Linked DNA regions of Mus musculus: regions 1, 2, 3, 4, 5 and 7 are each linked to region 6. A link is a contact called in public Hi-C, HiChIP or PLAC-seq and promoter capture Hi-C data. All regions are on one chromosome and are shown on one strand. The core of a region is the stretch at or near the end of the contact, and the rest is flanking DNA. Distances in the headings are between cores, read along the strand shown.

Region 1 (3,196 bases), core at 393-2,892, 1.8 Mb after region 6:
GGCAAGATGAGTTCCTACATATAATTAACTACCAGATACAAAAACCAATTTTATGGGCTTCTAAAGGAAATCAAAACTCAAGACAACCGTAGGATGAAGCAGTGGGCTGAGATGCTGCTAGGCTGGAGTACCCAGTGGCTCCCCGAGGTGCCTATGGACACCAGTTCCCAGCACATGACCATTACACCAAGCATCTCATTTTGCCAATCAAATGTGTATAAATTAATGTCTAATTTTGGATATAATTCTATTTTCCTAGTAGCAGGAAAGGTGGAGCATGTGTACTTGTGTGCGTGTGCATGTGTGTGTGTACATATCTGCACACATATGTGGGTGGGTATATGTACATATGTAGAGGTTGAATGTCAACTATGGGTGTTGTTCCTAAGGAGCTGTTAACTTGTTTGTTTTGTTTTTTGACACAGGGTCTCACTGGCTTAGAGCTCCACAGTGGTTGAGGCTGGTTGGCCGGTGAGCCCTCAGAATCCGCTTGCCTGTCTCCAAGAACAGGAATTATAGGCATACACTGCTGCACCTGAACTTTTTAAATGGATTCTGGTGATCCCATGAGTACGTGGCAAGCATTCCACTGAGAGCCACCAGAAAGGGGCCTCTCTGATGGCCTGTGTGGCCAGGCAGGAATGCCCTGCCTGCTCTGTATCCTAACGCTCCTCACAGCACCTCTTGACCCCAAGCTTTAGCAACCTGTAACCAATGGAACACTCGGGGGGATTCCAGCTGCCAGCCGCCATCTCTGCAGTGTTGAAGGGACATCAGGAGACATTTGATCAGAGGGCTACTGGGCTCCCACAACTCTTGAGTTTCCTAGGTTTTCTTGTTTTCTTGTTTGGGGATATTTTCTTACAACTTACTCCCATCTCACTTTCAGTCCTAAAGAATATATTAGTAAATGAATTGAAAATTCTATTCTATTATTTAAATTTATTATTGCATTCATATAGGGGATACCACAGGACAACTCTGTGGAATTGGTTCTCCCCTACCTAGGTTCTAAGCATTAACTCATCTTGCTGGCCTGAGTAAACAAAATTTGCTGTTGTTTTGGATCTAGACTTCCACTTTGGTCCCATCTTATACTTTCAGTTCCATCCTGCTTTGCTACTTCAAAAATGTTTAGCAAGATTATATCACTGAGCACGTTAGCTAAGGGCATAATTCAATGTCCAGGCCAGTTCATTTCCGATAGTTTCCCTTAGAATTGATGACGTGTCATGTTGCTCTGTGTGTGACACATTACTCACTAAAAACGGTGGAAATTGCTAAGATCTCAACTTCTGGCCCCCAGAAAGGAGTGACCCATATCACTTCATTGGTCAGGATCCTCTAGAATCCGCAGCGGGCCTTCTATCCCCACCAGATCTGATACTAAGGCAGTTTACCACGTTCCCGTAATTTCTCTTTTCGGGAGGGATCCTTTTTCTCTAAAGGTTTAGGGTCTATGGACTTGGTTGACCTGCCTCCCAGAATACCCTGCTCTGCAGGTTTCTAAATGGAAAAGGACAGCCTCCAAGTTTCCACACTAGGAGAGTCTGTGCAGATCCAGGCCCCAGGACAAAAGGGCCAGCAAACCCGGCACCAGCCTGGGAAGCCGAGAGCGCAGCACTGCGGCAGCTGCTTCTGCGCAGGCGCGGAGGGCAGCGGTCAGTTCCAGAGGCCTGAGGCCCGAGGGTCCATGGCCCTGGAAGACGGTCTGGTCAGCAGAAGCATCACTCGACCTCCTTCGGGTCCCCAAGCCCTCCCCGAATCCACCAGCCCATCCTCTCGAAGTTTCTTTCTGGCCTTGTCGCCCACCTCCAGCATAAGAGGCGGTAAGCGCACGCGCACCGAAGCTATCCCAAGCCAGACCTGCGACTTGATGCCTTCCGGCCTCCGTACCGCAGCAGCGTCTCCATGGCGACCTGGTAAACCGCGCAGCTCGCTGGTTTGTTAGGTGGTGCCTGAGCCTCTCGGAGGCGGGGCAGCCGACGTGTCAGGGCGGAGTCGCAGGTGGGCGGGGAAGAGCAACGGGGCTGGAGGGTGGGATAGCTGTTACGTCAGTCACCGCTAGCCGGCTGCACTGGATGGGACCCGGCCACCAGGTTGTGGGGCGGGGTCACAGTCTGGCGGGCGGGAGTAGACGCTGGGTTGGGTTGAGGAGACCGCCACAGACTCACAGAGCAGTGAGTCTGGTCTGCTGGGGGTCCTGTGAACGTCAGCCTTTGATGGCGCGGTGGTGGGAGAGAACTATGACTAGATCCCCTACCCTTTTACAGTGGCCGCACCTGGGAAGATGGGATTGAGGTCCAAAAGTCGAGTTCCCCTACCAGCCCAGTCTGGAAACAGCATCACTAGTCCCCTGCCTCCCTCTTGTCCACACATTTTCCTTACAATGTAATTTGATGGAGGCAGAATCTTTCCTCCTAATTCCAAGGTGTAGAAAAAAAATACAATAAGCCGTAGACTATGCAAAGGCTTGGAGACCTTAGGGAGACCCATTACCCAGCTTGGGGGGGGGGGTGGCATATCTCCTGCCAACGCAGACCTAGGTTCCCCATGAATTGTACACCTTTAAGACCAGCTCCTTAACTGAAAAGTCACCCGCTCCTTAAAGGAGAGTGAAACTAGGAAAGTGTGCCAGCATTTGGCAGATCTTTCAGCCATCCTCTTTGCTTGGATGGTTTTGCAAGTAATACCCTGGCTAAGCAACAGGATTATTGAACTAAGATGCAAGATTGTCATTGCCCAGGTTTTTCCCTAGTGCCCACCTAGATACCTCTTTGGTCTGGTCTGGGCCAGTGTGGGAGGCAGGGGTTGGCTTCCTGACTTCAGAGTCTTGGATACAAGAAGCAGAGGAATTTCCAGGGTGGAAATAGGAAACTGTCTTATCTCTTCCCATCTTACAGGTGTTTTGCAAACTTGAAAAGTCCCCCGGTGTTTTCATCCTGGATGCTTGTTTCCACTGGTATCTTCCAGTTAGACTGTAGTCAGGTGGCTGTTTGCTTGTCATCTAAGCACTTTGGAGGTGCATACAGGAAGATCAGGAGTTAGAAGTTCACCACAGTGAGTTGGAGGCCAGCCCAGACTACTTGAGCCCCCCTTCTCGAATCATAATTGTCATTCTCTTCTTCAAACTTTGTGGTACAGCGTGAGGAGCAAAGAATATAACCAGTACCTCCTTATGTCCCAGCATTTACAA
Region 2 (2,924 bases), core at 221-2,720, 1.7 Mb before region 6:
GTCCTTATTTGGGTACGATTGGGGAAAGCTACAACTGCTAATAGCGTCTCTATGTTCATGAAACAGTTTGAGAAATATGAGTACCGAGGAAATAGATGATGATATCCAGGAAATATTGTCCGTGTGAGGCGGTATAGTTAGCTCAGCAATGGTATTAGTATTTAAGAGCAATCTTTGTCTCCTAGGGAAGCCCACTGCAGTCTCTCTGTTTGCTTATTTTGAGACAGTCTTGCCGTGTAGCCCACACTGGCCTCAAACTCCAGGCCTCTCGAGTTGTCCTCCAGAGAGCTGGGATTCTGGGCTTGCTCCATCATGCCTAGCTATTATGTAGTATTTGTGAAAGTAGAGAGATGTTATCTGGAGCTTTCCTCAACAAAACAAGAGTGGACATGAATGATGTTGGTTACTGAATCTTGGGAGGTACAGCCATTGGGATGGAGTTCATTTCATGACTGTCTCCTGTGTACCTTGGGTTTTCTGAGGAAGGAAAAAAAAAGCTTTAAAAAGGAGTGCTTCATCTCTTAACATTAGAAACCCGGTGTAATGATGTGCACCTGCAATCCAGGATGAGCCCCTAAATTGAAGGTCTGCCTGGGCTATGTAGTCACACCCCACTTACAAGAAAAATTGTCCCCAATAAAACCCCAAACCTCCAATCAAACAAACACTAAACAATAGCAGCTAAACTTCTCTGGGAAGGGGTTCCCCGTGGCTGGCAGTAGGTAGGCAGGGAGAGGCCCCACCGCACCCCTGAGGGCATGAAGTCTCAACTCCTTCCAGATCTGGTAATTCCTGTTTCCTGGCCTCCTCAATGGTGTGTTTATAAAAGGAGGCAGGTGAGGTGTAATAGTGCAGCGGGAGGGAGCACCCTAGCTGGCCTGCCCAAGGTGTCCTTCCCGAGGGATCAGCCGTGTAATAGACCTAATATGAAGAAGGTTTATTGTTAAGAATGGGAAGGGGACCTGGAGAGTGGATAGAGGCAGAGAAAGGAAGGTAACAGTGAAGAACAGAAAGAGAGGAGAGAGGAAGAGGGAAAGAGGTCACTGGGGACATGTGGGGGATGGGGAGGTGGAAAGAGAGAGGGTGAGGGAAGAGAAGGGGGAGGCACGGAGCAGTCTTGCTATTTGCTTGCCTGCTAGCACTACCTGAAGGGTGGAGTTGCAAGCTGTTGTAGTTTAGAGGAATTGCTAACACGTAGAGCTTAAATTTCAATACAGGACAAGGCCTGATGTCAGGTTCCCCAGCCAGATCAACTCAGCGTTACATAACGTGTTTAAAAAAAAAGGATTTGTATTAAACTCAAAAGTGGTGGATAGCTAGCCTTTCAAACAAAAAAAACCCAGCGTTCTGGAATCTTCTGGCAGAGCAAAGGATCAGTTTTCCCTTTACTTAGGCTCCACCCTCTGCACAGACGGTAGATCACTGCGGTGGCCTCTGAGGCCTGGGAGCTCGATGGCTGGGACCACAGCGTCACCTGGCGGCCACTTAGGGCCACTACACTATAGGTGCAACCCGGAATCTTGGGCACAGGAGCTCCGAGGTCTGCGCAGGTGCAGAGCCCAGCCTCGCCCTGCCTGCGCTGGGACCCGTGCTAAAGACTAGTCGGCCGACTAGGGGCTGCTTAAGCGACATCCAGAGGCCAGCAGCTTCAGGTCTCCACCTAGCGTTAGTGCCTAGACACTGCACTGTTCAGTGATGCACTGGGAGACCTGTGCCAAAGAGGGAAGTGCGAGTCTTAGAGTCCTGTCTGCTCTTTCGCCCTGCTTGGGACCTTGCAACAAAACCAAACTCAGCCTCAGGGCTGCTGGAACAGGATTATTAGAACATAACCACCGTAGGCTGAAAAACTGTGAATGAAGTGGAGCCATATTCTGTCTCACACATTATGAAACAAATACTTTCAAAACTTTGCAGCTCAATATCGCAATGACTGGCGTTGATCAACTTACACCACCACCACCCCTTAACAATAATAGCATGAGAAAATACCAGCCTGCAAAATAAGATCAATTTGGAAGCATGGCCTATCTGCGTAATTAGCCACTCAGTGTTTGAGATGCTCGGCGTCTACTGTGGGAGGCAGCGTGCTAAAGAGGAGTAAGAACTTGGAGTGTCCAAAAGGCAGGCTGCCTGCATAGGGGATCACTCCGGATTTACAGAGCCAGCGGCCTGGGAGGCGAGCTTTAGCGGGTTCTGAGTGTTGCTGCCATCTAGAGGAGAATCGCTGCAGGACACGTTCTTTTAACTTCGAAACTGCTTGAGTTTTTAGGAACTAACAGCAAGAGCAATGAGTTAGAAGGGCTACAGTCAGTCGACAAGGAGGACCTGCTCCAGGCTGGGCACCCTGCTGAGAGTTTCAGGCTCCTCCCAACCTTCCCAACCACTTTGTACCCTGTCACTCTGAATACTCCAGAGGTCCAAAGGTGCAATCACGGGGAGAGATCACTCTTGGGGGCTACCCTAAGAACAGGGCCTTCTTAATTGGAGCCCAAATGTCTAGGTGTATTGCTTGCCTGTTTATGCTTTTATTTTACAGAAGAAAGCGTACAAATCCAGAGAACCTAAAACTATTTCCGTAACCACACTCCTGTTTTGGCAGTAGAATATAAATCTACTATGTGTCTGCAGATGGAGACCTCCAATATTGAAGCTAGGCTGTGTCGAAGAGGCTTTTTTTCTTCTCCCCTTATGGTGTTTAGTTTGTTGTTGAAGGCCTCTCCCCTCCACCCTCTCCAGCTGCCTGCCTTCTTGCTTCCTACAGATGTCTTGACTCCTAACTACGACACTCCACCACACAGTAGTAGAGGCAGTAACCCTGGGGTAGACTCCATAAGATGAGTCAAAAAAGCTGAGCAGAGTCTAGCCCCTAATAGACCAGAGATGGTGATCTGGGATCCAGATGCCACCTGAGGACTGAGTGTGAA
Region 3 (2,905 bases), core at 95-2,594, 1.6 Mb after region 6:
TCCAGCATGGATGCATCATGGTCCAGCATGGATGCATCATGGTCCAGCATGGATGCATCATGGTCCAGCATGGATGCATCATGGTCCAGCATGGATGCTGCCACAGCACTTGGAGTAGACACCAGCTTCACAGCTCTTGCCCTGCCTTCTGGGAGTGGGGTGGAAGTTGTGTCCTGAGGGCAAGTCGCCAGGGTTCTTCAGGACAGTTGGTGCCTCTGGCCTGGCCCAACGCTTTCAGCACCCTCTGTTTATGGACAGCATCAGTACAGAAAGGCTTATGTGGGCTCCGAGGGGGCCCAAGAGGTTGCAGCACTGCCCCATTCCACATGCAGGCCTCATGCTAGGGGTTGGGGTCACCTGGCTGCAAATATCCTACTCCCACTGTGATAGCCGGCCCTACCCTGCATGTCTGTGAAGCCTCTGGCTGGGCTTAAGCTTGGTGTTTTCTTCTGCTGTGCGGAGGATGTCTTGGAAAATAAGAGCTATCGATGGATGCACCACCCGACAGCCTGAAGAAGTCCTCAGGTTGGTGAGCTACACCAGGAACCACAGGGCCCCCAAAGAGCCAGGCAGAGATGATCCAGCCAACGCAACCTGTCCCTGGGGCCTGCCCAATGTGGCCCCAGTCTGCAGGCCTCAGCAGGTAAAGGAAGTAGGACTCAGGTTTGGGGCAGGAAGCTTGGCTAGCTATCGGTCCTGGTCCCACCTGGATTTCTCTACAGAGTCTCCTCTTCGGTCTTCCCTGGCAGTGTCCAGTCCAGCCCTTTCATCTTTGTCTTGGTTGTTTCTCTCTGCCACTTCAATGACTACCCACCTCCTACCTTAGACTGGTGTGACCTGCCAAGGAACAGTTTGGCCTAGGCATCACCACTCCCTAGTCCCGCGGTCACACCAGGCTAGGGGATTGCGCTCCAACCCGGAACCATTCCTTGAATATGTATGGATTCTGCTAGAGATGCTAGGCTAGATTTTGGCTCCTCCACCTAGATGTGAGAATTAGTTTTGAACCCTGGAGCCTAGGATGCCTCGGGCCACCACAGAACAAGGCTAGGTGCGGCCAGGCTGGCCAGGTAACTCTTCTCCTGTCATTCCCTGATTGCAAACTTCATAAGTGATGGTCCTGACAGGTCGTAAGTCATCCTTCTCTACTCCGCACAGGTGGACCGGGGTGCAGTGGTCCCAGCCTGTGGCCTCCAGGATGCTCTTGGGGAAGGGAGGGAGAGAGGGAAGGAAAAGAAAAGGAAAAGGGAAAGATTTCCAAGCAAACCAGCACAAACGGGAGCAAGGGGGAGGGGCCCGGATGCAAATGACGGTCGGTGGGCGGGGCCTGGATGCAAATAAGCTAATCGGAGCCCAGAGCCGGGCTAGCTCACACTCGGACTTCCTAAGCTCCGCGCGTGTCCTCGTCGGTACGTCCACGCCCGCGCAGCCCCTACCGAGGACACTCAGCCCGCCCGTGTATCAGGATGTCCTTCCAAGGCAAGAAGAGCATTCCCCGGATAACGGTGAGTCGGGCCCCCGCCCTCGCTGCGTCTGCGCCCCTTGCCCACGGCGGGAGTGGCTTGGCTTGCACGCTCAACGGACGACCCTCCCGGCCCTGTCCGTGAGTCCCACACCTGCTCCAGTCCCCAGCCCAGCGCCACCTTTTCTGCCCTCTCCTTCGCGCGCCGCCAGCAGCGGAGAGAGCTCTCCAGGCCGCGCGGAACCCTTTGCGCAGTCGGCGCACAGGCCCGCGGCCCCGCCAGCTCTCCGGAATCCGGTGATCCGCTTGGAGAGGCCGGGTACGCGAGCGGCCTGCTAGCCGGAGCATAGGTGGCCGGCCTCCTGCTGGGTCTAGCGTGTGGCGGATGGGGTTCAAGTGGACATTGCCTGGAGCTCTGTCTCCAGGACGCCCGGCGGACACAGCCTTTGTTGGCCCCGGGGCCTCAAGGCACTCGGACGTCCGAAGCTGCTCCCAGAGCAGCCCGTGGCCGTCTACCCCCTGGGCGCGCCGCTTTCGTGTCTCTAGCGCTTTGTCCGAGACAAAGCGATTTAGCCCTGGCTAGTAGATCTGATGTCCCTGGAGGCCCCGAGCCCCTGCACGAAGCCGGGTTCGGAGACTCCACGGAGAGGTGAGTACTAACTGACCACTGAAACCAACATCCCTACAGAGCCCCCTTTCAGAACAGACCTCCTCAATACAGACACGCAGAAAGTGAGAGGTCAGTGTGTCCACCCTGCCGGCCAGGAAACAAAGCCTTCCCAATGGGGCTGCTGGAAGCCTCGGGGGAAGGGAAAGGGAGCTGGGATCAGCTGGACCAGGTCGCGGGCTCCGGGAGGTCTTTAAAAAGCTCTAGACTTGTTCTCATCATAAGAGCTCTGGAGTCTAATCAGGCTGTTGGAGAGGTCAGCTCCCTAGCCTTCTACGGGGAGTCCTCTTCTCCTATTAGAGGAACCAAAAGTAGTTCCTGCCTTTTGGCTGCCTACTGTTCCTAGGGGTCCAGGCCTGAGGGAAAAGTCCCACCAGCTAGCTGGCAGTGAGTAGAGATGGAGGTAGCAGTCTCCTGCCTAGTCAAGCAGTGTTCATGAAAAGAGAGAGGGCTCACTGGAATTCCCATTCATCTAGATAGTGTATATCACAGTATTGCTTGCTCCCCCAAATCCGGGGAACCCCAGAGTGCAAATTCTGGTGCCTGAAAATAGGAGTCTAAATAAGGACCCCCAGAACTCAAGATTTCTGGCTCAGAGATTCCTCCTAAGGGCTGAGTTATCCTAGATTTTTCTGATAATGGCTAGGCAGAGAGGGGAAGAGGAGGGGTGTGGTCCTGAGTACCAGCCCCACGAAGTGGGTGGCTGTGGTAGGCCTTTGTAGATACCAATGCTCAGTGAGACTGGTTAGTGAGCACTCAGACATTTGGAGAGAGTT
Region 4 (3,232 bases), core at 564-3,063, 1.8 Mb after region 6:
TAGCCACTGTCCCTTACCACAGCCAAACTACCCTTCTTGCTGACATCTGGGAGTTAATAGAAGCAAGCTCCTTATCCACACAATAAGCTAGCAGTTTTCACGGTGTCCCTCTGTCCATGCCCCACATCGGAAGAGGTCTTCTATATTGCCTCTACAACCAGGAGTCCCTGAACAAGGGCACCTGCTTGCTCAAGTGCCTTTTTCGGACTACCCCACAGTTGCTCAGACTATAGATGTCCCCAGCTTGGAAGCTACTGAACTGGCTGGGGGGAGGGGGATGTCCTGCTGTAGGCTGTACTGAGCAGGCATCCCCAGTACTCAGGCACAGATGCTTAGTATCTGGGTTGAGCGAGTGGGCAGCCTCCCACCAGCCCTCCACCTGGAACTGAGCTGGGAATGGTTCCTGTAGCCAGCGTTTTTTTTTTTTTTTTTCCTCCAAAATCTGCAGCACCCAGCTCTGGAGAGAAGGAGTGAGGAAAACAGACGTTTGTGGGAGGGGGACTGCCCCTCAGCTGGACTCCGCCCAGACTTTCTCATCTGCTCTAGTGTAGCCTTAAGGCAAGGTAAAGTGGCGCCAGGGCGGCCTCGGCTGTCCTTGGCGGCGTCAGTGGTAGCAGCCCTGAAGCAAGTCCCAGCAGGGCAAGAACTCCACTCCCCAGCTGAAAAGGACATGGGCCTGGTAGATCCGTGGTCAGTACCTCTCTGCCCTTTTGGTGCCTCCAATGCAGGGTCATGGCGATGCAAGTCAGCCTTAGGGGCCCGATTCACAGACGCCATTGGTCATTGCAACGTGACAGACCCTTGGAGGCAGTCAGTTATGGATTCCGAATCCGGATTCAGAGTGCAAGTGCTTGCGGAAACCGGAGGAGGTCTAGGGTGGCGGTCAGCCGTCCGCCGGGCGCCGCCACCTCCCACTCATGGCCAGGCTGCCCTCGCGGGCCCGGTTGCACACGCCCGGGGAGCCTGGCTCTTGCTCATGGGAGGTGGCTCTTCATACTGTACACTAAGCGAGGAGTGCTGCAGCGAGTAGTCCCAGGAGACGCAAGAGCTCTGGATAGAATAATCCTGCCAACACTAGTGCTGGCCAGCCCCGCGCCCTGCGAGGTTCTCAAACAGACCGGAGCACTATAGTCTCCTAGGAGGCGCCGAGCACACCTGGGTAGCCCAGTGCCAGGTAGCCCTGTAGTGAGGGTGACACTAGGCCTCTTGTAAGGGCCCCATTGGTGTCCCTCGGCACCCGGAGTCTCCTCTGCCAGGCCTGATTCGCTTCAAATACACGTGTCCACAGACTTTTTCAAGTACCAAGTGGACACAGGAGTCGTGCGTAGAAGACGCTGCCGGGGTCCTCTAGCACAAACTGGTAGACAGGGGACCCCCAGACTACATGGGGGAAGGGCCCCAGGCTGCGCCGGGCTCAGGGAGTGGCCCCGGGACAGGATCAGGAAGGAGGTGGGGCCCGGGGTGGAACCCAGAGAAGCAGAGTGGGGGAAGGGCCTGGACCCGGGGAGTGTCCCCGCTACCCCTCGGTTCCTGGCAAGGCCTCCTAGGGGGCATTCCAAGCCTGCGTGGCGTCAAGATTAACGAACCCTTCTCCCCGCCCGGTGGGGCCCCCGCAATGCGTTGCAAGCCCAGCTTTGAGAGCCGGCTGTGGGCGCACGCTGCGGGCGGACCGCCCCACGCCCTCCGGCTCCTGGGAGCGCAGCCCGCGGCCGCGCGCCCCAGCCTAGCTCCGCGGTGGCGGCCGGCACACAGAGCTTTGTGACGTCAGGCGGCGTCACGCGGGGCTGACCCGGCGGCGGCGGCGGCGGCGGCGGTGGCGGGCGGGGGCGGCCTCCGGAGGCGGCGGGAGCATGGAGCCGCGGGCCGGCTGCCGGTTGCCGGTGCGGGTGGAACAGGTCGTCAACGGCGCGCTGGTGGTCACCGTGAGCTGTGGCGAGCGCAGCTTCGCCGGAATCCTGCTGGATTGCACGAAAAAGTGAGCGGGGCAGGGTCGCGGGCCCGGGACTCCTCGGAATCTCCCGGGACACTCCTCCACCGATTCAAGGTTCCAATGCAGGCTCCGAGAGGAGCAGCAAAGCCCGGCGTCCGCTTTCAGTTTCTGCTGGGCCGGGGTTTCGAGGCGCGCCAGCTGGCCGCCGGTCTGGGTGCGAAAGTGGCTCTCTCCCAAAGTCGCGGTGACTTTCGGGGCAGGAGAGCGTGCGGCCCCGCAGAGGGGCTGCGGTGCCGGCCGGGACGCACGGGAAGCCTTGCCTGAAACTCCGCACATCTGCCATAATTAACGCACTTTTCTTTGTTCAGACGCACTGTTGAATTCGACTGTTTGTAGAATCGTGATTCGTTTAAGGGGGTCAGTTAAGCTATGGCCTCACCTGTCACAAGAGGGGGGAAGCCCAAGGCTTATAGGAGTGGCTGGTGGAGACCAGCTGCGAGACTGCGGGGTGTAGAAACACTGCTGTGGGCGAGGCGCCTTGCGGGGGAGTGGAAGATACAAGTTCCAGGGCCAGTGCCTCTACTGGAGGGGCGCATTGGGCTTGGCTCCTGAGACCACCTGTATACCCTTTGCAGGGGCTTCTGCAGCGCAGAACAGCCACCTGAACCCAGAATCACATGGCACTGCGCTGTCACTGCCTGATAAATGATTAGGCATTAATCAGGCTGTGACTCTTCTGCTCCAGCCAGGCTTCATTCTGGAATTAGGAACAGAAAAGGGCTCTGCTTTCAAAGACCCAACTTTTTCCCTTCCTAAAGCCCGGATTTCCCTGGGTTCCCACCACAGAGCAGAGCCCTTCCTCCTTCGACAGTTACCCTGCTGACATTATGTCTTCATTAGATGTGCCAGAAGCCATTTATGCACAAGTCATGTGACTTAACATATGGCCTCCCGTGTGACTGGTGCCCCTCTCTTGTTGGTTAGTACAGGGAGTGCCTATAATGGGGTGACATTCAGGGGCTGCAGAATAGCCACCTGAAAGCTTCCAAGGCAAGCCATCCCCCACCCTGCTGATGGCTGCCCTCTCCTCCCTAGGCAGGTCTGGCTGCACCCCTGCTCAACCTGTGCAGCCTGCTCTGGCCTCTCCCTAGAGAGTCTGCAGCAGAGGACCCGCATTTCCCCAGTTCTCAGGCTCCAGTGCTCAAGATAAGATTGGCTGAGAGTAGTCCTATCTTGTGGCTGTGTCTACAGAGATAGGGGGGATCTCTACCCTGAGGTCAATGGCTAACCTGGCTTGCAGAT
Region 5 (3,295 bases), core at 718-3,217, 2.0 Mb after region 6:
CTAAACCCATAAGGGCAGAAGAGAGAATAAACCTTATTTTGGTAAAGTGCCAATCCAGTCTTAGAATGTCTTTCCCTAACTTTAACTCTTGAATACCCTCTCTTCTTCTAAAGCTTGTCTATAAGATAGAGCATTCAAAAGCACGGCCACAGGTTTTTCTCCAGAAGCCTGTACACACTGACTCCTTGAGTGTGGGCTTCTCTCTGTAATACTACTTTCTCTTAATCCTTTTCTTTGTCGCATCTCTGAATTCTTTCTCAGATGGTGCCAAGAGTTGGGAAACACTTGGTAGGGAGCATGTGGTTACTGGGCACTGCGCTGTAAGCACCAGATACTCATTTCAAAGCCTTGCTGTGGGAAGCTCATTAACATTGCTAAATGCTAGTTCCACACTGGATGATGTTCACATCCATTGCGTTAAGTAAATGCCCTGTTAAAATTAATTCCGGCGGTTGTTAACCTCTGAAAAGTCCATCTATAGCGGGCGGGCAAGATGGCTCAGTGAGTAAGAGCCCTTGTCACCAAGCTTCATGACCCGAATTCAAATCCCAGAACCCATGCTATAAGAAGAGAACTGATAATTGCAACCTGTTTTCTGTAGCGTGTGTGTCTGAACCAATGCACACCATACATACAAACTAAATACAAAATTAAAGAATGAACCCACCAGAAGAACTGTCGTTGCAAACAGGGTTCTAGTATGTCTGTAGTACTGTTTCTTTGGATGCCTCCTCGCAGGCTACAGCGCAGCAGCCCCACTGGACAGGGCTTTCTGGAGGCCTAGACTAGCAAGGGTTACCCAGCTCACTATATGTTCCCTACCAGCCCCGTCCCACCTCCAGGAACAACTGACTCTATCTCAGAGAAATTTCTTGATTCCTTCTACATGTAGGACTGATTCTGTTCTTCTAACTAGCATACCTCCCTGCCCCCCACCTCCAGCTCTCTCTGGTGGCTAAAATTCCCGGACTGACCACATCCCCCACCTTGGGAACTGTCCTTGGGTGTGGCATGGGGGCCACAGCTGGCTATCCAAACACCTAATCTGAACTTTTTCTTTTTTAGGTGGGAGGGGCGGGGTATGGTCTCAAGCTAGTTTAGGTTGCTATGAGTTCAGGTTGGCCTCGAACTCATAGCAATCCTGCCACAACTTCCGAGTACTGGGATTACAGGAGTACATCAATACGCTTGCTTCTTAAAAGGATTTATTAGTTTTCTGTTTTTGGATGCCAACAGCTTTCTGTTTTGTAAGCAAAGTCCTATATAAGGAACTGGGTGGACGTGTTAGGAAATTGCAAAATCCCATACACTTGATCTGCAGACCCACTCTTTGCAGACCCAGAGCTGGGACTGGAGGAGGCTCCTCCTTAATTCTCCGTGGCCCTGCTCCCTCCCACGGTCCGCCTACGTCAGACTCCCCGTACCGGCGAGGGCCTGGACCCAGGCTGAAGACCGGTTCCACATCGGGGGGGGGGGATGGGGGGCCAGGACAGAGGTTCCAAGGATCTCCAGGGCTCCCAACAAGAAGGCGGGCTGTAGTCGTCCAAACTCGCGGCTCCTTTAAGAAGCGCTTTGGTAACAGGGTCGTGACGTCATGGGAGTGGAGGGTGGAATATGCGCGTAACCGCGGCAGGGCGGGGCAAAGCCAGGGGAGGACTCAGGGGCCTGACTGACAGGAATGCCCCATATGCCCGCCTCTCCCCTCCTCCATCTGGTGTTGGCTCCGCCCCACCCTAGGCTTAGCTCCTGTGAGCAGGCCCGCCCCTGCACAAACCCCACCCCCAGCCTGACTCAGGCTCGAGAACCCGCCCTTCCAGTGGACCCGGAGCCAGGGAGCCTAAGACCCAAGTCTGTAGATTGTGTGCAGGCCCCGCCCCATAGGGAGGCCCCACCCCCGGCGCGACCGACAGCCCCGCCTTCTAGGGTCCCACCTCCTGTGGGGCGGGACTTGTCCCAGCCGGAGTCGGCGGCGGCGGCTGCGGGAACTTTCCCGGCGGGTCTAATGGCTGCGCGCGGGCCGCTGTGAGGCGCGGCGGCGAGCGGGCGCGGGGCCGCGGAGCAGCGAAGAGCCGCGACCGCGAGGCTGGAGCCCCGGCCAGGCCCGGTCCGACCCGCCAAGCCCGCGATGCGCCCCTGTGCTGTCCCCCGGCGCAGCTGACGCCCCGCGGCCCCGCGAGACCCCAGCCCTACCGGCCCCGCAGGAAGCGGCCGCCGCCACCCAGTCCAGAGCCCGCTCCGCCCGGGCACCATGGCGGGGAAGGCGGCCGCCCCCGGCACCGCGGTCCTGCTGGTCACGGCCAACGTGGGCTCGCTCTTCGACGACGTAAGTGCCGCGCCGTCGGCTAGGGAGGGGCGGTTACGGGCTAGGAGTCTCCCAGCCCGGGACCCTGACATCCCCATTTTCAGTTGGAGACCCTAAATTCCGGCCCCTACAGCGTCTTCTATAGCCGCGGACTCCGGGCCAGTTGTCTTTGGGACGTGTGACTCTGATGCCCCCTACCCACAGCTGGAGACTCCGACCAGGATTTTCCCAAGCCCCAGACAGACCCTGACCCCATAGCAGGGGGGTACCCTAGGCCAGGAAACTTCCAGCTACACACTCGGGACCTTAACACCGCTTTTCTGGTACCCGAGGCCAAACTCGAAGACTCAGTTTTTGAACCCCTGTCTTAACCCATACTACAGGAACCCAGACTCAGTCCAGATCCTTGAATCCTGATGCTGGTTCCTTGCTTTGCTCCCAAGACAGCAAATCCCTATCTTTTTCCTGCCTTGGAACTCCAGAGCCACAAGTACTGACCTGGAATTTTGACCCAGAATCCTGATACTTGGATGTCCTGGCTTCCAAACCCAAGCATACGCTGACCCCAGGTTTTCTGATTCACCCCCTGGCCCCCAGTCTCTGACTCTGATCCCCCAAGTCTGATTTCTGGTTCCAGAAACCCAGCTTTCAAAAATTTTGGTCCTGTTCCTCTCAACCCATACCACACTGACCCTGAACTCTGAGTCTCTACCCTAAAACCTCAGATCCTACACCTACTCTTGGCCCCAGAGTGAGGTCCCTGCCTCTAATTCTACACCCCATCTCCCATCCCCGAACCTTCCTCCCAATAGACCTCAGTCCCAAACCTTGAGCTCCATCATCTGAGTCCTGGTACCTATATCCCATCCCTTGGTCTTGTCTTCTGAGGGGCCTGAGGCGTGAGGCACCTCATTTTGCCATGTAACTTGCAATAGCACTAGTTCTCAAATGAGGTAGCTCTCTTCAAGCCTTGGGGGACTTTATATTCCTGTT
Region 6 (3,011 bases), core at 313-2,812:
TTAAAGATTTATTTATTTATTTATTATATGTAAGTACACTGTAGCTGTCTTCAGACACACCAGAAGAGGGCATCAGATCTCATTAAGGATGGTTGTGAGCCACCATGTGGTTGCTAGGATTTGAACTCAGGACCTTTGGAAGAGCGGTCAGTGCTCTTAACCGCCGAGCCATCTCTCCAGCCCCGACCAAGTCAATTCTTATAAAGGACAACATTTAATTGGGGCTGGCTTACAGGTTCAGAGGTTCAGTCCATTATCACCAAGGTGGGAGCATAGCAGCATCCAGGCAGATGTGGGGCTGGAGGAGCTGAGAGTTCCACCACTTGTTCCAAAGGCAGCCAGGAGGAGACTGGCTTCCAGGGAGCTAGGATGAGGGCCTTAAAGCACACACCCACAGTGACACACCTACTCCAATAGGGCCACACCTTCTAATAGTGCCACTCCCTGGGCTGAGCATATACAACCCATCGCACCTTGCAAACCTGTAATACAATACTATAATCAGGATGTTAATGTCCGCGTGTGACCCTGATGTCTTTCTGAGGTTTCTATGGCTTTATTGGTATTGGCGTATGTTTATTTTCTTACAGTCCTAAGTTTGGGGTTCTGCCCCCCCCCCCCCCAGCCAAGAAGCAGAACAATTTGTCCTGTTGCATTTGGAGCACTGTGATCCACATTTTTAGTAGGGGTGTTTCTCAAGATGTGTGTGACACAGCTTCCAGGGCTTTTGTAATCATAGGAGCAGGGCTGCCAATAGGATACAGGAGTGGCCACCGCAAGCAACTCTCCTGTGTTCTTTAAAATGGCTCAGTGAGCAGAGGTAAAAGGACATATTTAATTCCCAATCGATCGAAAATATTTCAATCTGTAATCTGTTACTGTTACTCAGGCTGGCCTGGAACTCACTGTAGAGCCCAGGCTGGACTCAAACTTAAGGAACTTCCTGCCTTAGCATGGGAAAGAGTGTGGAGAAGATACCACTGGCGAGTCACTGCCCGTACAGGGAAGCTTCTAGTAAGAGGGTCATGGAGGCTGGGCCTGGGTGGGAAGGTGCAGGAACTCTAAAAAGGAGCCTAACGGTTCTTAGAGGCAATGGGGCGAGCCATTTAGGTCTTGTGTCAAGGCTGCAACGGCTAACAGGTGTCACAGAGTTGTACTGAAGGTTGATTATGGGGTTCTGAGGGCACCTCTAGAAGAGTTCGAGTTTCCTCCAGGACTGAGGTACAAGGACTATCAGGGTTGTGCTCAGACACTATTGTTTTTTTAGTCTTAAGACTTCCTAGTTCATCTTTATGCAGCTTCATGTGAGATTTCAGCTTGCCAATGTTCTATTCTGACTTCACTCTAATTTACAATACACACATACTTACATCCCTTCCTATTACAGGTTTCTGAGCTCCAGAGCTACAACAGCCAGGGGCCAAGGCATCTAGCTAGTTAGCACACCAATACAAAGCAAGGAGGCTCCGCTAGCCCAACCCAGAGCCTCCCAGTTCTCCCAGTCCGAGGGCGTGACCTTCAGTGCCGGAGGGCGTGGCATAGTGTGTCAGGGGTGGGCCCCCGATCTCAGCGGGCGTGGCTTCCCCGTGCGCAGCCTCCTCGCGTGTCCGTCCGGCCCTATCGAGCCTCCGGCGCTCGACTGCTGGTGTCTGGCGGAGACAGCATGGCGGCGGGGGCGGCCGAGGCAGGCGAGGCAGCCGTGGCAGTGGTGGAAGTCGGCTCTGCCCAGCAGTTTGAAGAGCTACTGCGCCTCAAAACCAAGTACGCGGGGGCGGCGAGAGGGCCCGGGGACCAGAGGGCGGCGGGCCGGGGGGTCACGGGACTTGGGGGCGGCTTCCCAACGCGGCACGTCCGGAGCTGAGCTCGTGGTCCAACGGCGGCCCTACTTGGGCCGCGGCGGTAGCCCCTCCTAGGGAAGCGGCCCGCGGCGGCCCGCGTGCACAATGGACCTGCCCTCCGGAGACCCGCATGTGGCGCCTCCTGAAGGAAGCCTTGGCTGGCGACCAGCCTGCAGGCCCAGCTAGGGTCCCGGGCTTTCCTGAACCACCAGCCGGCTAAGGGAGGGTCTGCGGCGGCCGGGTGCGCGCGCCTCGCCTTTGGCCAAGCCTTCCTGAGGCCAGCCCTGGGGATGCGTGGGAAACCAGGACCTCGGCGCTCTAGGATGCTGCCCTGCCTTGATCTGCATGCAGAGTGGTGAGGGAGGGGTTTCAGGGCCCACTGCCGGGGATCCCCAACCTCTCCTTAGCCCCTTATGTGCTTGTAATCCTGGGGCAAGTTTCCTAACCTCCCCTTCGGCTTCCTCCCGGGTGAATGGACCGGTTCTGTTAAAGCTCTGTTTTGTGGTTGGCGTACCGGAAGCTCTCTCCACTAATGTGGGGGCCTTGGTATCCTCACTGAGCAGAGTGGGCAGGTGGCAGATTGACTGGCTGACATCTGCTACTCCATACAGTATGGAGGAGAATTACAATAGCTCATTCAGAGGCTGGCAGTGTAGCTAGTGCTTAATACACAAGAAACCCTGAGTTCAACTTCTAGCACCGAAAACAACAACTCATCTTCATCAACAACAAAACCAGTCCTTTCCAACCCTTTCGCATTTCAGGTTTACTTGATTTTAAATTTTTTTCCCCCCAAAGAAAAGAAAAAGGGAGAATGAGAGTAACATTAAGTAGAAGCTGACTTCTGATGGATCCAGCCAGGTCGTTTACCAGGCGTTTCGGAGGACGTCAGAGATGGCCTCCTGAAGTGATGAGGGCTTGTGTGGACATGTCCTGAAAAGCTTGAACTTAAATCGTCTGAGAAGATTCTTTTATGTGTGTGTGTTTCACATGCTTAGTTTGTCTTTATGTTTCATGTGTTAAACAGGCCTTAGTGGGTAAAAGTTAGCATGCCATTTATTCTGCAAGTTCAAGGTCAGTTTGATCTTCATAGTGAGTTTCAGGCTAGCCAGAGGTATATAAGGAGACCCTATTGTAAAAAATCAGGAAACAAACATTTCTTTCCTCTCAAGG
Region 7 (3,343 bases), core at 406-2,905, 1.8 Mb before region 6:
GTAGATTACATACATGCACAGGACTGGGGAAACTATGACATTTCAAACTCCTTCCTGGAGTGCTGAGTTTCTATGGACCAGGGTGGCACATGGGAGGAAGGACATGAACCCTGGCACACACACTCAGCTTGGGGACAATGTTTGGCACTTCTGGAACTCAAGAGGATGGAAATCGAGCTACTCACCTCCAGGGCCTCCCATGGGAGACCGGCTCACTCCTGATAGCATGTGCTCACCAGCTGCAGATCATAGCTCCTCTGGACCAGTTCACAGGAGCCACACTCATTCACTGGAGAAGCAGGCTTTTGATGGGGCCTTTTGGCTGGGAGCTTTGTGGTGATAGGAGGGCACCCTAATAGGTTGAGAGAGAATGGGTCAATTGATGACCACAAGGACACCAAAGGCACGGTGCAAGGGTAGGGATATGTGTCTCTCTGAGGAAGGTGGACCTGGGAGGTGTGAAGAATGGATGCACAAGTTGGTTCCAGGAAGCCAGCAGTCTCTATGACAAAGAATTCAAGGCTCTGAAAAGCCAGGCCATTGTGTGCCTGTTCCTCAATAACTGTATCAAACCTCGGGACCGGGCTGTTTCCTTATACCTGGTGCTCCTGATTCATCTGGGTTGGGACACAACAACTGTACCCTGAGGGGAAGCCACCTTCCTCCACCTCCTCATTGAAGAGAGAGGCTGGGCCAAAGATGCTTAGAGAAATAGCTGGGCTGGGCAGTGGTGGCGCACACCTTTAATCCCAGCACTTGGGAGGCAGAGGCTGGCGAATTTCTGAGTTCAAGGCTACCCTGGTTTACAGAGTGAGTTCCAGGACAGCCAGGGCTATACAGAGAAGAGAAACCCTACCTCTGAAAACCAAAGGGAAAGGAAAAGAGAGAGTGTGTGAGAGAGAGAGCAGGGTACATTGGGGTACGAGGAGGTCACCCTTCGTCAGAGTCCTTGAACAAGTCCCACCATTGCACTCCTCTGTCCCCTGGAAAGAACTGAAGGGAGATAATTTCTAAACTGTAGCATGGGGGAAGTCCTTACCCCTACCCAAGGTCCTGATGGGGTCTCTGCCCTCTACCACCCCACCCACCCACAGGCCCTCCGGACCCTGGTGCATCCCAGCCGCTGCTCACCTGGCTGCTGCTGCCCCTGCTCCTCCTCCTGTTCCTGCTTGCAGCCTACTTCTTCAGGTAGGAGTGTCCCCAGGCGCTGACGTGCTCTCACCAGCTCCTATGAGGAAATGAGTGTGCTGGAGGCTGGGGGTGTGGGCCCAAACAGCTCAGACAGCGGCTGGCCAGGCCTGAGCTGCCACACAGCTCAGCCATGAGCAGCAGAAAGAACTTTTCCCGGCTCACCTGGTGGGTATCACCACACTCAGGGCTTGGGGGTTCCCGCGGTGCTGAGACCTAACACATCTTGTGTGTGCCTTTAAGGTTCCGGAAGCAGAGGAAGGCCGTGGTCAGCAGCAACGACAAGAAAATGCCTAACGGGATCTTAGAAGAGCAAGGTATTGTACACTGGGCTTGGTACAGCGGGCAGGCATGGGGCTGTCACTCAAGCTTGCCACTCTCTCCAGCTCCTCCTGGGCTCACGCTGTCACTTGCTAGTAACCCAGAATCTCTGTTTCGGAACTTAGTGTGAGAGGTCGTTTTTTCCCTGCAAGAGAGCGGATGTCTGAGACATTTCAGTTTGTGAGGTTTTTTTTTTTTTTTTTTTTTTTTTTAAAGAGACCACTCATATCCTGTCGGTTTAGCAGGGCTTTGCCAAGTCACATTTCTCACTGAAGCCTTTGAAATCACCCCGTGATAGGGCTCTAACTCATGGTGAGGAGTGTTCAGATGTGACGGTACTACCTCAGGATCAAGCTGGAAAGGGCACTGCTCTGCCAGAGCTCATCGCTCTTGAGAAGGAGTGCCAGTGAGGGGACATGCCTAACTTAGATTCCAGCTGTGTCCTAACTTGTAAACGCTGCTTATGAAAGCTTGTTTTTCTCTCCTCTCTGTGTGGTTTCAAAGGTGCAGGCTCTAGCTGAGTCGGGGTGGCATGGGCTTCTAATCTCAGTATTCGAAGGCACTTGTTGAGGCAGAAGCAACACAGGTTCAAGGCCAGACTGAGCGACGTAACAAGATCCATCTTCAAATGGCCAAGGGACCTGGGGATACAGCTCAGTGGCGTAGCACCTGCCCAATATATGCCGAGCCCCTGGTTTTTAGTGACGATTTAAAACACAAAACGCTGGCTCACAGCAGTGGTTCCAGCTTTCTGTTCTAACTTCCTGCAGAGCTTTGCCTGCCTTGAGGTAACGTGCATGCCGTCAGAACTCAAGCGACACTTTAGAACTCCCCCAAGGTAGTAAAGGAACTAACACAACCCCACAGATGGGAAGGCTATGGGCAAGAGAGGGCTCAGCTGAGCGGTAGCATTGCAGGGCTTGGGGGACCTGCACATCCGCATAGACAGGTCTGGTGCATCTGCAGTCTGCAACCTGCCCTTCTCGCCTCCCCGCACATCCCAAAAGCCAGTGCAGAGGGAAGAGTGTGGCTGGGAGGGGCAAGAAGGCAAAGGCTTCTACCAGCTCATCTGGCTGCAGCCGAAGGGTGTCTCAGTGAGCTCTGCAGGTGGGACAGGGCCTTTTGCAAAGGTGACAGCTGACTTATTCTACTGATCTTATGGAACCAGCTCCCTCTCTGTGAAGAGAGAAATGCCAGTCCCCAGCAGCCCTTTGTAGTGTCCTCTCCTCCCGTGCTTCAGAGATGGTTTGTTTCTCTGCATTGTAATGCATGTGATTTAAGGAAGCGGGTCTATGCATTGCCAAAAAGGGGAGGCTGCAAGACAGAGATCCTGGCAGTCCCCCCATCTGCTCTGAGTGTATACCCAGAGCCCTGTGATTACTCTTCTCTGGATCTAGTATCATGAAGCTGCCATGCCGTGCGTGGAAGGAACATAGGCTAGAGGGAAGGCTGAGTGGTGGGTGAGCTTGCAAGCAAGGTCAAGAATACGATGTCTATGATGGACAGGAATGCTGCCATCACTTGCTGAAAATAGGGTGTGTTGGGAAGGAGATGTTTGATTCAGTTGCTCAGAGCTGGGTTAGCCCCAGGGTGAGCGAGCGATTTGAGAGGACTGGTCCCCTCCCATTGTGCAGATCCATCAGGAATGCTGTCCGACCATCTAAGGAATGAGTCAGCCATGGGCAATGGAACTAAGTGGCTTCTCTGTTGCTCCTGGCCCTACAGAGCAGCAGAGAGTGATGCTGCTGAGCAGATCTCCATCAGGCCCCAAGAAGTTCTTCCCCATCCCCGTGGAGCACCTGGAGGAGGAGATCCGGGTGAGATCTGCGGATGA

Evidence for each region. Promoter capture Hi-C pulls out the DNA fragments that hold promoters and counts their contacts. A called contact is a pair of places that touch in the nucleus more often than the background predicts. HiChIP or PLAC-seq counts read pairs in DNA pulled down with a chosen protein or histone mark.
Region 1: a contact with region 6 is called in a promoter capture Hi-C map of pre-B cells, with 4 times the contacts expected there. The contact joins the promoter of Lrrc27 here to the promoter of Glrx3 in region 6. A contact is called at or near these places in 1 of 39 promoter capture datasets (pre-B cells), 1 of 484 Hi-C or Micro-C datasets (CD8 T cells) and 4 of 115 datasets of contacts at active chromatin or transcription factors (embryonic stem cells, epiblast stem cells, large pre-B cells and 1 more).
Region 2: a contact with region 6 is called in a Hi-C map of B cells, with 7 read pairs. The contact joins the enhancer-like site here to the promoter of Glrx3 in region 6. A contact is called at or near these places in 6 of 39 promoter capture datasets (the 3T3-L1 cell line, the C10 cell line, hippocampal neurons and 2 more), 1 of 15 datasets of contacts at CTCF or cohesin (large pre-B cells), 1 of 484 Hi-C or Micro-C datasets (B cells), 3 of 115 datasets of contacts at active chromatin or transcription factors (astrocytes, large pre-B cells and stem cell-derived neural progenitor cells) and 3 of 9 other capture datasets (adipose tissue, embryonic stem cells and liver).
Region 3: an H3K27ac HiChIP or PLAC-seq map of embryonic stem cells shows a contact between it and region 6, with 4 times the contacts expected there. The contact joins the promoter of Dpysl4 here to the promoter of Glrx3 in region 6. A contact is called at or near these places in 2 of 39 promoter capture datasets (cranial neural crest and hippocampal neurons) and 3 of 115 datasets of contacts at active chromatin or transcription factors (astrocytes, embryonic stem cells and epiblast stem cells).
Region 4: a promoter capture Hi-C map of pre-B cells shows a contact between it and region 6. The contact joins the promoter of Pwwp2b here to the promoter of Glrx3 in region 6. A contact is called at or near these places in 2 of 39 promoter capture datasets (cranial neural crest and pre-B cells).
Region 5: a promoter capture Hi-C map of pre-B cells shows a contact between it and region 6, with 5 times the contacts expected there. The contact joins the promoter of Inpp5a here to the promoter of Glrx3 in region 6. A contact is called at or near these places in 4 of 39 promoter capture datasets (cranial neural crest, embryonic stem cells, liver and 1 more) and 1 of 9 other capture datasets (adipose tissue).
Region 7: a contact with region 6 is called in a promoter capture Hi-C map of pre-B cells, with 7 times the contacts expected there. The contact joins the promoter of 5830432E09Rik here to the promoter of Glrx3 in region 6. A contact is called at or near these places in 2 of 39 promoter capture datasets (hippocampal neurons and pre-B cells) and 2 of 115 datasets of contacts at active chromatin or transcription factors (bone marrow-derived dendritic cells and pro-B cells).

What each region holds. Positions count from the first base shown.
Region 1 is chr7:139,211,346-139,214,541 of GRCm38.p6, forward strand. It overlaps Lrrc27 (leucine rich repeat containing 27), which reads left to right and starts at 1,643. Exons shown (of 11, transcript NM_027164.1): 1 at 1,643-1,922. It also overlaps a transcript of Stk32c not described here.
Region 2 is chr7:135,734,316-135,737,239 of GRCm38.p6, forward strand. No RefSeq gene overlaps it. Among named protein-coding and RNA genes, the nearest start is that of Mki67, 19 kb to the left of the region's middle. Within about 2 kb of position 1,471, at least 186 of the 459 cell types and tissues checked have an H3K27ac peak or open chromatin away from gene starts, as enhancers often do. A contact at or near this core is called in B cells, where this site is marked.
Region 3 is chr7:139,084,657-139,087,561 of GRCm38.p6, forward strand. Dpysl4 (dihydropyrimidinase-like 4) reads left to right here and starts at 1,345. Exons shown (of 14, transcript NM_011993.4): 1 at 1,345-1,505. The coding sequence starts at 1,467.
Region 4 is chr7:139,246,669-139,249,900 of GRCm38.p6, forward strand. Pwwp2b (PWWP domain containing 2B) reads left to right here and starts at 1,814. Exons shown (of 3, transcript NM_001098636.1): 1 at 1,814-1,975. The coding sequence starts at 1,851.
Region 5 is chr7:139,387,142-139,390,436 of GRCm38.p6, forward strand. Inpp5a (inositol polyphosphate-5-phosphatase A) reads left to right here and starts at 1,968. Exons shown (of 16, transcript NM_001127363.1): 1 at 1,968-2,323. The coding sequence starts at 2,249. Gm46004 (a long non-coding RNA gene) reads right to left here and starts at 2,006. Exons shown (of 2, transcript XR_001778314.2): 1 at 1,425-2,006.
Region 6 is chr7:137,436,011-137,439,021 of GRCm38.p6, forward strand. Glrx3 (glutaredoxin 3) reads left to right here and starts at 1,563. Exons shown (of 11, transcript NM_023140.5): 1 at 1,563-1,761. The coding sequence starts at 1,664.
Region 7 is chr7:135,650,659-135,654,001 of GRCm38.p6, forward strand. It overlaps 5830432E09Rik (RIKEN cDNA 5830432E09 gene), which reads right to left and starts at 1,656. Exons shown (of 3, transcript NR_015548.1): 1 at 1,132-1,656; 2 at 186-352. Ptpre (protein tyrosine phosphatase, receptor type, E) reads left to right here. Exons shown (of 21, transcript NM_011212.3): 4 at 1,095-1,188; 5 at 1,432-1,505; 6 at 3,235-3,343.